3 separate regions of the Mus musculus genome follow, and all the other regions are linked to region 1. Evidence: chromatin contacts called from public HiChIP or PLAC-seq data. All regions are on one chromosome and are shown on one strand. Each heading gives the region's core, a stretch centred on a gene start, on an enhancer-like site or on the middle of the called end of the contact. The rest is flanking DNA. Distances are from core to core; before and after follow the strand shown. Region 1 has its middle 15 kb from the start of Gm35936. Region 2 holds the start of Adamts3 (a disintegrin-like and metallopeptidase (reprolysin type) with thrombospondin type 1 motif, 3). Region 3 overlaps Adamts3 (a disintegrin-like and metallopeptidase (reprolysin type) with thrombospondin type 1 motif, 3).

Region 1 (3,033 bases), core at 275-2,774:
GGTGATTTTCAATTGCCTTCACTGTTTTGCGAAAGTGCCATGAATTTATTGATAAAAAAATCCATAAAATTCCATGTGTACACATTCCACATTTTCTTTATCCATCCATCTGTTGATGGGCATGAAGGTTGGCTTGATATCTTGCCTATTGTAAGCAATGCAGCAGTAGACATGGCTACAACTCTCTTTGTGGTGTGCTCACGGATACTTGCTGTGTTGTGGGTGGTATTTAAAGAAGGATACGTTTTACAGATACTTGAGAAGGCAGGACATACTTGTTTGCATAGAAGTTTCTCTCTCTCTCTCTCTCTCTCTCTCTCTCTCTCTCTCTCTCTCTCTCTCTCTCTCTCTCTGGAACTTGCTCTGTGACTGGCTGGCCTCAGAGTGTTTATCTTTCCTGGTACGTCGAGGCAGGGGAGAAGGGAGCACGGCATGTGGTGGGTATCTTTCCTGGTGGAGGCAGGGGAGAAGGGGCACGGCATGTGGTGGGTATCTGGATAAAGCCAGGATAGAAGCCCTGTGTCTGACCAGTTCCTCTCCTACTCTGAGCCTTTTCTGTAGCTCACTGAAGCGCATCATGAACAGGACTCTAGGAAGCATGGCCCTGTACTAGGTGACTAGGTGTGTGGGAATGATTTATGAATCACTAGGAGAAGGTCTCTGCTCTTGACTTTTGTTCTAGCAGAGGAAGCTTGTATAAGAAGTAAAAAGAAGCAAACAATGTCACTAAGGGGATAATGGGGTAGTCCTGTGTACAACTTGGGAAAGAAAATTCAGGGTAGCAGGGAATGCCCCTACAAACTATGCAAAGAAAGGGCATATCTGAGGAAATGAAGGAGGCAAGCCATGGCTATAGTGTAAGTAGGGCTGGGCATTCTTAAGTTTTTGGCCTTTACTCTGAAAAAAGGGACAAATTGCTTCTTCTCACCTCCCCCCCCCCCCCACAGGCACCTTTGGCTTAATTCTTTTTTTTTTTTTTTTTAAAGATTTATTTATTTATTTATTATACATAAGTACACTGTAGCTGTCTTCAGACACACCAGAAGAGGGCATCAGATCTCATTACGGATGGTTGTGAGCCACTATGTGGTTGCTGGGATTTGAACTCAGGACCTTCAGAAGAGCAGTCAGTGCTCTTAACCACGGAGCCATCTCGCCAGCCCCCAATTTTTAAGCTATTTTGTGACTACATATTTTATACATCTTACAGTCATTTCTAAGCCTAAGTATAAATTTCTATCTGGTATTTGTTATCTATAAGATCAAGAATCAGAGACCAATATAGCTGAAGGGCCCAGCTTCAAGGGCTCAGCTTAACATACCAACTCCAGTTTGCTTTCAGACTCCATTTTATAATTAACTTGCTCTCTGAATGAACTTAGATACTGGAAGAATCCCCAACTTTTTCCAGGAGCCATGTTGCCCTGGTAACAATCACAATTTTGCAGGGAAATAGCCACTCTACTCCTAGCAACAACCAATCAGTTCTTAAAGGGAGAGTATTTAGTGTCTTAAAATAGATTGACTAAGCTGGCAACCATTGTTCATACCAAGCTGAAGTCATTACTAGACAATAGAAGTGCACCAACCAAATGTCAACCAATCCTGTAACTGCCATGTTAGAAAGTCCCTCACTCTGCTACTATGATAAAAAGGCAAGGCTTGTACCAGCTCAGGACCTTCCACACTGTCCATTGTGCTGGAGAGGCTGGAGGGTCTGCACTTGAGCTTGAAGAAAGACTTTACTTTTGCATGCGAGTTGGATTCCTGGTCGTTGCTGGTGATCTGTGAGGAGCTCTAGATCTGAGAATAACAAAGCTTAGTTATCCTTGTGGATTATTTACTTATGGATTCCAAGTTGCTGTAAGACTCTGAGTTCTGACTGACTGTCTTTGCTTATGACCCTGCTGATCTCAACACCAACCTGGAGGCACATTTACAGAACGTGAATGGTTGTCACCAACCTTAGGGTGATATGACGTTTGCATATTAGGATGTTGCTCTTGGTTGTCACCTTGACAGGACCTGAAATCAACTAACAGGCAAGCTGCTGGAAACGTCAGGGAAGGATTTTCTTGATTGGATTATATGAACCAGAAAGATCAGCTCAAAACATAGGTGATAATTTCTGGTAGCAACTTAGCTTCTAATGTAGACTGAAGACTAGCGGCTTTCAAAGAATCTCCCAGGCCTTTGGTAAAAGATTGTGACTGCTGAGATATCCAGCCACAGGGACTGGAAACGACCAGATTCTCAGCCTCTCCAGTGTGAGACTGATGTTTGACTACTCAGACTGTGTTGTGTAAGCCAGTCCAGTAAATCTCCTTTAGTATGTATTCATACTATTGAGTCTGTTCCCCTAGAGAACCCCAGCAGATGGGGTATTATATCTTGTAACTTGCTTTATTTAACTTCATCTGAACATAACCCTGTTCCACTAGGTGAAGACATTTTTCTTCAGCACAGTGGTTCTCCTAAGCGTAAAAATATGAGCAAGGTTATATTTCATATGTTAAGTACACATTCTTCTGTAAACTAGTTATAGGACTCTTCATATACATTACACAAGGACCTTGAATCTTCCGTGTGTGCCAGCTTCCACATGTTGGTGGGATGGTTAATTTTGATTGCTACCTTGATTATATCAAGAATCACACAGGGCATTACTAATTGCCTTTGAGGGTGTGTCCAAAAGGCTTTAACAGGGGAGGAAAAAACAAAACAAAACAAAACAAAACAACAACCCGCCCTGAATGTGGGCAGTACCATCCTATGAACTGTGATCCTGGATTGAATCAAAATGAGAGGAAGGAGAAAGCCAACCAAGTATTGGCTTGACCCCGTCTCTGCCTCCAGTCTACCAGGTTCCCACAGCCATGGCTGTGAGCTGCTCCTTCCGCTGTTCCTTACCCACTGTGAGAGACTGTATTCCTCTAAACTGTGAAGCACAATAGACCCCTCCTCTCTTAAGTTTTGATCACTGTGATGAAAAAACTAGGTAATACAGTAGATTCTGGGTCTGAAGAGGTTGTT
Region 2 (3,174 bases), core at 385-2,884, 300 kb after region 1:
AATTGCTTGTTGTACAAAAAAAGCATTCAGTGACAGACAACAAACACCACTCTAGAGGCAAGAGCAATACATTATTTGTCAACACTTGAGGTCAGAGAGCTTTAGAAAAAGCTCTCAAACAGAAATACCTAAAATGGGAAGAAATAAAAATGGCGTTCCAGGACCTGCCAAAGTTAGATAGCTGTTGGGAAGGGAGGGTCCTAGAACCCAGGTCTGTTTGTCCTCCATTGTCCTTTGACCTGCCTGTATACAATGGTCAAGTTTTTAAGTTATGCCACGCTGAGGCGTATTTGCTTTAAAGGTTAGGAAGTTCATGCCTAGACCTCAAGTCGAGGACAGCCCACGATGCTGCAGGTTGCAGTTGAAGGGAAAAGTCAATTTAGAGGTCCTTCAGTCCTGAGGGTCTAATCCTATTTCTAAGCAATAATTAACTAATTAACCTAATATACTCTGTTGCTAGATGAGGGCACTTCCTATACGTTCCTGTAAATGTCCTCCGTATAGAATTTCGACAAGACAGAGGCAACACAGCAATGAGCGTAGTGCAATGTATAAACCAGATGATGGCCTTTCCTTTAGCTCTCTAGGAATAAACAATTTATGAAGTCATATAACAAAATTCAAAACTAACCACACCTTGACAGGATTGCCCCAACAAGACCTGACTCCACTTCCCTATCTCTGGGTGAAGTTTCGAAAATCCCACCTCAATGTGAGCCTCATTAATCTCTGGTCTGATCTTGGGTGAGGGTGGTCCTCCAGGATAGGAGAACTCCCTCCTCACCTCCCCCCACCCCAACCCCCAGGCCACCCTGGTCTACCCCAGGGAGGTAGGTCTGGGATTCCAGCAACTCCCAGGTCGCTGTCTTTTAATCCCAGAAAACTGCAAACCGCAGAAGCCACTAGATAACTTAATCTGGGTGTAAGCAAGAGACCCCGAGGCCTGTGTACTCTAGTGATAAACGGAAACATCCGGTTGAGTCAAGAAAGGGAACGCGGTATCTTTGAAAACTAATATAAACGAATAAAGCATAAACAAGAGCTTTGCTGAGAGAGGCCCCCCGCTTTCCCGGGCCCATACAAGCCTGGGAGGGGACGAGTGTCTGAAGGGGAAAATCCCCCACGTCCTTGGGTCCTTGGGATTCTCTCAGGAGACTTTACTCTGCCTGGGTGGGGTGGGGTGGGGGGTGGGGATGAGATTGGCTGGAGGAGGTGATTTCATCCAGCCCAGGTCTGGTGAGCGGACCCTCCCCCTCCCTCCTCCAGTCGGGCTGGGAGGCGCGCCTGGGACCCTCCCCGCCCCTCGTCCCATCACGGAGACCAAGGGGATGCGGGGTCCAGGCGGCGCTTTCGCAGCCCCTGGGACGGTGCGAGTTCTGACCCTACGCCGGGGGGCGCGGGCCCCGGGTGACGTGGGCGCGCGGCGGGAGGGGCCGTCCGGAGGAGGGAGGGGGTGACACGGTCGCCTTTTTAGCGCCCGGCGGGTCGCGGGCAGAGAGCAGACGCCCGGGGCCCGCAAGCAACCGGAGCGGGCGAGCGGCCCACTCCTCCCTCCTCCTAGGCGGCCGCCTCCTCCCCTCGTCCTCCCGCCCCCACTGCGTGTGCGGCGGAGGATCCAGGGCTCGCGCTGCCTCTTTCTCCCGCTCGCTGGGCTCCGGCTCCCACTTCTCCCCGCCGCTGCGCTCCCGGGACCCGAGCCGTCTCCGTGCTTAGCCTAGGCGGCCCACGGTGCTCCGAGAGCCTCGCAAAAGCAGCTCCGGGGTAGAGAGTGGGACGCCCCGGTCCCTTCCCCCGCTCGGGTCAGCCTCTGCCCGGCTCGCAGCACCTCTGGCTCCCTCACTGTCGGCTTGGGAGGACAGGGTGAGAAGGTGAAGTGGAAAGGACCGACAGGGCACGGGGCCAGGCGCACAGCTCACGTTGCCTTTTCATTGAGCAAAGCCCAAGATAATTTTTTAAAAGCTCTGCACGCCCCCCACTCCTTCCATTTTCTTTGCGCTTTTAAAGGAAACTTATTTTGGGGTGCTTTGCGCTGGGGTAGCTGCTTTGCCCAGTAGTTGCGAAGTACACTCGACTCGTGATGGTGTTCCTGTCACTTTGGTTGATAGCAGCCTCTCTGGTAGAGGTTAGGACATCAGCTGATGGACAAGTAAGTGGAAAATAATAATAAAAAAAACTCAAACCCAACCTTTTCCCGACAGAGTTCCTCCCCTCCGTCCCTTTCACTCTCCCTTCCTCCCCTCCTGCCACCCTTCTGGGGCATCTTCTGCGTTCCGAGGCGGCGCGTGGAGGGCTGGGCGCTGCGCGGGGCTGGGGCCTGGGGGGCTCACTGCACCGGAGGTTGGACAGCCATCCCCCGGGAGCCTAGGTTCATCACACTTGGGGATCCCCTAGCCCGCGGCGACCAGGAGCGAACCAGGTGTGAGACTGCAGTCAGATCTCATCCTAGCGGGGCTATCAGGCTGTCCCCCCCTTTCGCGAGGGCGTTTCGGGCGCTCTGGCGAAGTTAGGGTTGTGGATCCCGGAGCCCACAGGCTCTCCCTCTTCCTGACTCCCTGCTCCTGCGGGCGGCCAGGGATAAGAGGTTTCAAGAAGTCGCCAGGCAGGACCCGGAGCTACCCAGCAGACACGTGTCCTGGGAGGACTGGGGCTGGGCTGCAGTTTGACAGTTGGGGAGGGCCTGGGACGTTTCCTGCCCTCGCCTTTTCCGCGGGCAGCCAGAGCTGGAGGCGTCTGCCGCCTCTTCCCCTCCCCCTCTGCAGAACTCCTCCTCTTTTTAAAGCTAAATTGAGTGCAGCTCTGGTGCCTTTCGGCCCTGCCCCCACCCTGTGGAGACTCAAGGTGAAGCTGACGTTCTCAGAAGGGCCCTTGAAGGAGGCTCAGGCTGGGGAGCCTTTTGTAATAAATCACACCCACACTGGAGCGGTGGGCTCTCAGTGCATGCTTTTTCTGTGAGTTTTTGTAGCCTCTCTGGTTTGCTTGGTCTGACCACGGGACTTTAAGACTGGGGCATTTCTCTAGTTGATTCTTAGGATTCAGGCCACTTCTCACCTGGTGAAATGTAGACTACGCCCCCAGCCCCCCCCCCCCCTTCCTGATTCGTGTGACTTAGTATTGGAGTTTTCCAAAGAGGCCATTGAGGGTCACTATTTTACTCTCTTCACAGATACTAAAATT
Region 3 (3,178 bases), core at 151-2,650, 330 kb after region 1:
CCAGTTGTCTTTGCAAAGGAAGAGAACAGTGAGACTATAGAGTCAGAGTATCAGCAATGGCTGAGGTGACTGGAGCTTTAGACGAGAGCTCCTTTGTTACAGCTACTGTAAATGTTGTTCCATTCATTCTAGCTAAAATAGAGGAGCACCATGCCAGATTTCCTTGTAGAAATGATCTTAAGATTGTCAAAAATTCTTCTTTGTACATGAGTGTCTTCATTCAGAAAGTTAGGGTTTTATTGCTGAGAAGGGCCATCATGATCGTGGCAGCTCTTATAAAGGAAAACATGTAACTGGGGCTGGCTTATATTTTTAGAGGTTCAGTCCATTATCATCATGGTGGGAAGCATGGCAGCATCCAGGCAGATATGGTGCTGGAAAAGGAGCTGAAAGTTCTACCTCTTGATCTGAAGGCATCAGAAGACTGTGTCACACTGGCCTGGGCATAACTTCAGCATAGGAGCCCTCAAAGGCTGCCCCCACAGTGACACACTTTCTCCAATAAGGCCACATCTACTCCAACAAGACCATAACTCCTAACAGTGTCCCTCTCTATTGGCCAAGCATTCAAACACATGAGTCTGTGAGAGCCATTCCTATTCAAACCACCACAATGACGAGTCCAGAGAACTGAGAATCTTATCGGGTTTCACAAAACTTCTAGACACTTGCTTTCAGAGCCTGCACTTTTGATCATTATTTTATTTTGATGCCTGGTGAAGTTTCTTAATATTCCACCTAGGCAATTTGAATTAAACACAGATACACAAGTGCATATCTCTGTGCACAAACGGATTCCTTGTTTTTGCATATGTATAATGCATAAAAACCTGTGTGTATCATTACATAAAATATCCCATATAGATATCTTGATACATTGTGATATATATATTAATTAATCATCTTATTGTATTTTGAGACTCAAATTTGGATTTGGGGGATGCAGGGAGCCCAGAGCCAGGCATTGGAGCTCTTTTTTTTTTTTTTTTTCCATACAGTTTCTTTCAGACAGTTACTGTGCCCCAGCTGCATCGGACATGCTGTTTGACTTTGTAGGTCTTTGCTCCCATTTTAAACATAGCACACAGAGAGTCTGTAATCAAGCAATTTGACTTTGAACAGAATTACTAGGCAGGGGGTATAGATGAGTGTAGGTAATTAGTAAATGAAGCTGAGCTGCTGTCTTTCCAGTTTGGGCTCCTTGTTCAGCAGGTGAGTGAATTTGCTAGTGCCTGTTAAAATCCATGCCTCTGGCCTTATCCTCTTCCTGTGAAAGTAGCTCATCTCCAGCCACAGTAGCTGCTTATAGCTTTAAATAGCACAGACGTGGCCTCTGCCAGCTTCCCCAGCCAGCTAGGGTTACGGTGGGGCCAGGGTAGCCTGGCTATGCGGTCTGTGCGAGGCCAGGGAAGGGGTTAGTGAGTTGGCTGCCTGCCTGGGCACCGGTGCAGGAGAGGCATGGAGTAGCACAGCAATTTCCTGCTTTGGGTGAAGCCATAGAGAGCCTAGTGCTGGCTAAGCCTGGGCTTTCACATTCTTCTGTGATATTTTACTGCCCACTCCCCTCCCACCCAATGTTCCTCTCAAAGGAGATTTTGATTTGTGCTGTTCACTGGTTCATAGGGGTGACTGAAGGAGACCAGAAAGGCCTCTCCGCTCTCCAGTTTCTACTCATTTTGCCTAGGATTTCCACTTTTAGAAAAAAAAAACCATATCACACTCTATCATTATAAATTTCTCTTAAACATTTTTTTTGTAGATTTGTTTATTAGCATAGGTGGTCATTCATGACAGACATGCACGTTGATATCAGAGGGCAACTTCTGGGAATTGGTTCTCTCCAGGACCACATGGGTCCCTGAATCCAGCTTAGAGCTTCAGGCTTAGCAGCAAGTGCCTTCGCCAGCTGAACCATCTTGCTTGTCCCAAGTCAGGGATTCCTAGCTCTGATACCATTGCATATGCAGCTGAGTCAACTTGTTGCTAAGGACACAGAGAGTTGGCAGAGGAAACAGGAAACATGAGCACAGATCAGGAAACAGGTGAGAGACTGGGATGTTCTTGGGAAAGTAGAACGTCAGGTGGAGACACTAGTAAAGATCGCGTGTATTCTGTATTCTGTTTGCACAGGTTTATTTAGCCTAACCTCAATGTTGCCCATTTCTTGGCTTCGAAGGTTGAGGTTGAAAGAAGATGAACAATTGCATTTCTCAAAGTTCCACCAGGGGCCACTTAGGTGACTGAAGTACTTCCTGCGGATGTATGGCCAGAACTAGCTTCCTGTCAGAGATACACTGGTTGTGTTGGCGGTTTGTTTGACTTGCCTTGTTCCACATGACTGGCTTATGGAGGACTCCTCTTTATGAACTCCTCCTTGGTGGAGTTCAAGCAGGGACTCTGAGGATGGCTTTTTCCCCAGGTTCTCTGGGCGTGGCTGAACATTTCTTTGTGAGAAGGGTATCATGCATATCTCAGGCTTTTATTTGATCCAGCTGGCTTACCTATAGTTTGTCTTGAAGCAGGTATTTTGTCTCAGTGAAATGGAATCATGAAAAGGGAAATTTGTCCATTGTGATGGACAGGAGTAAGGATGTTTGCCTCTGGGTGCCCTTCCCAGTGTGATGCTAGGAGCACCTGTGCTGGGAGCCTGGCTGGAGAGTGAAAGGCCTGGGATTCACCTCTAGGGCTACAGGGTCAGTCCTTGGCTGTTAAAAGTAAATTTCTGGTTTTAAACCAATTCTCAGAGGAACTCAACCAATACCAGTGTGGGGTTGCCTGAATTTCTCACTGGCAATGCAAAAATAAATAGGAACCCAGATACAGCAGCTTCTGCCTCCAGCATCTTCTACCTAGCACTCGGTTATCAGTACAGAGCACTTCAAGGAGGCCCTAGCGCTGCTTCCTATTCTGCCTGCTTCTGTGGGTTTGCTTCCTCTCAGCTCACTCAGTTGCTTCAGGTAGTAATGGAGTTATTACTCTTTGCAGCATCCCGTTCAGCTGGCTCCCCTACCTAGCTTTCACTCAGTGCAGCTTCATGCTTGTGATAATCCAAGTCAGGAAGACTGACAAGGCTCATTTTACGTACTACCCATAACAAGAGCAAACTGGGTTAGGATCCACACTGGAAGTAGTGCTTGATTCCTGGCTTTCCCATACTGGACATAAATGTCAGTTTCCT

What was found. HiChIP or PLAC-seq counts read pairs in DNA pulled down with a chosen protein or histone mark.
Region 2: a contact with region 1 is called in an H3K27ac HiChIP or PLAC-seq map of heart atrium, with 6 read pairs. The contact joins the promoter of Adamts3 here to the enhancer-like site in region 1. A contact is called at or near these places in 1 of 484 Hi-C or Micro-C datasets (cortical neurons) and 6 of 115 datasets of contacts at active chromatin or transcription factors (embryonic forebrain, embryonic limb bud, embryonic stem cells and 3 more).
Region 3: an H3K27ac HiChIP or PLAC-seq map of heart atrium shows a contact between it and region 1, with 8 times the contacts expected there. The contact joins two enhancer-like sites. A contact is called at or near these places in 7 of 39 promoter capture datasets (the 3T3-L1 cell line, cranial neural crest, embryonic stem cells and 3 more), 11 of 484 Hi-C or Micro-C datasets (CD4 T cells, Sertoli cells, cortical neurons and 6 more) and 1 of 115 datasets of contacts at active chromatin or transcription factors (heart atrium).

Annotation. Positions count from the first base shown.
Region 1 is chr5:90,176,847-90,179,879 of GRCm38.p6, reverse strand. No RefSeq gene overlaps it. Among named protein-coding and RNA genes, the nearest start is that of Gm35936, 15 kb to the left of the region's middle. Within about 2 kb of position 1,524, at least 15 of the 459 cell types and tissues checked have an H3K27ac peak or open chromatin away from gene starts, as enhancers often do. A contact at or near this core is called in cortical neurons, heart atrium and stem cell-derived neural progenitor cells, where this site is marked.
Region 2 is chr5:89,881,794-89,884,967 of GRCm38.p6, reverse strand. Adamts3 (a disintegrin-like and metallopeptidase (reprolysin type) with thrombospondin type 1 motif, 3) reads left to right here and starts at 1,634. Exons shown (of 22, transcript NM_001081401.2): 1 at 1,634-2,146. The coding sequence starts at 2,078.
Region 3 is chr5:89,842,768-89,845,945 of GRCm38.p6, reverse strand. All of the region lies in intron 3 of Adamts3 (a disintegrin-like and metallopeptidase (reprolysin type) with thrombospondin type 1 motif, 3), which reads left to right. Among named protein-coding and RNA genes, the nearest start is that of Gm25758, 15 kb to the right of the region's middle. Within about 2 kb of position 1,400, at least 77 of the 459 cell types and tissues checked have an H3K27ac peak or open chromatin away from gene starts, as enhancers often do. A contact at or near this core is called in cortical neurons and heart atrium, where this site is marked.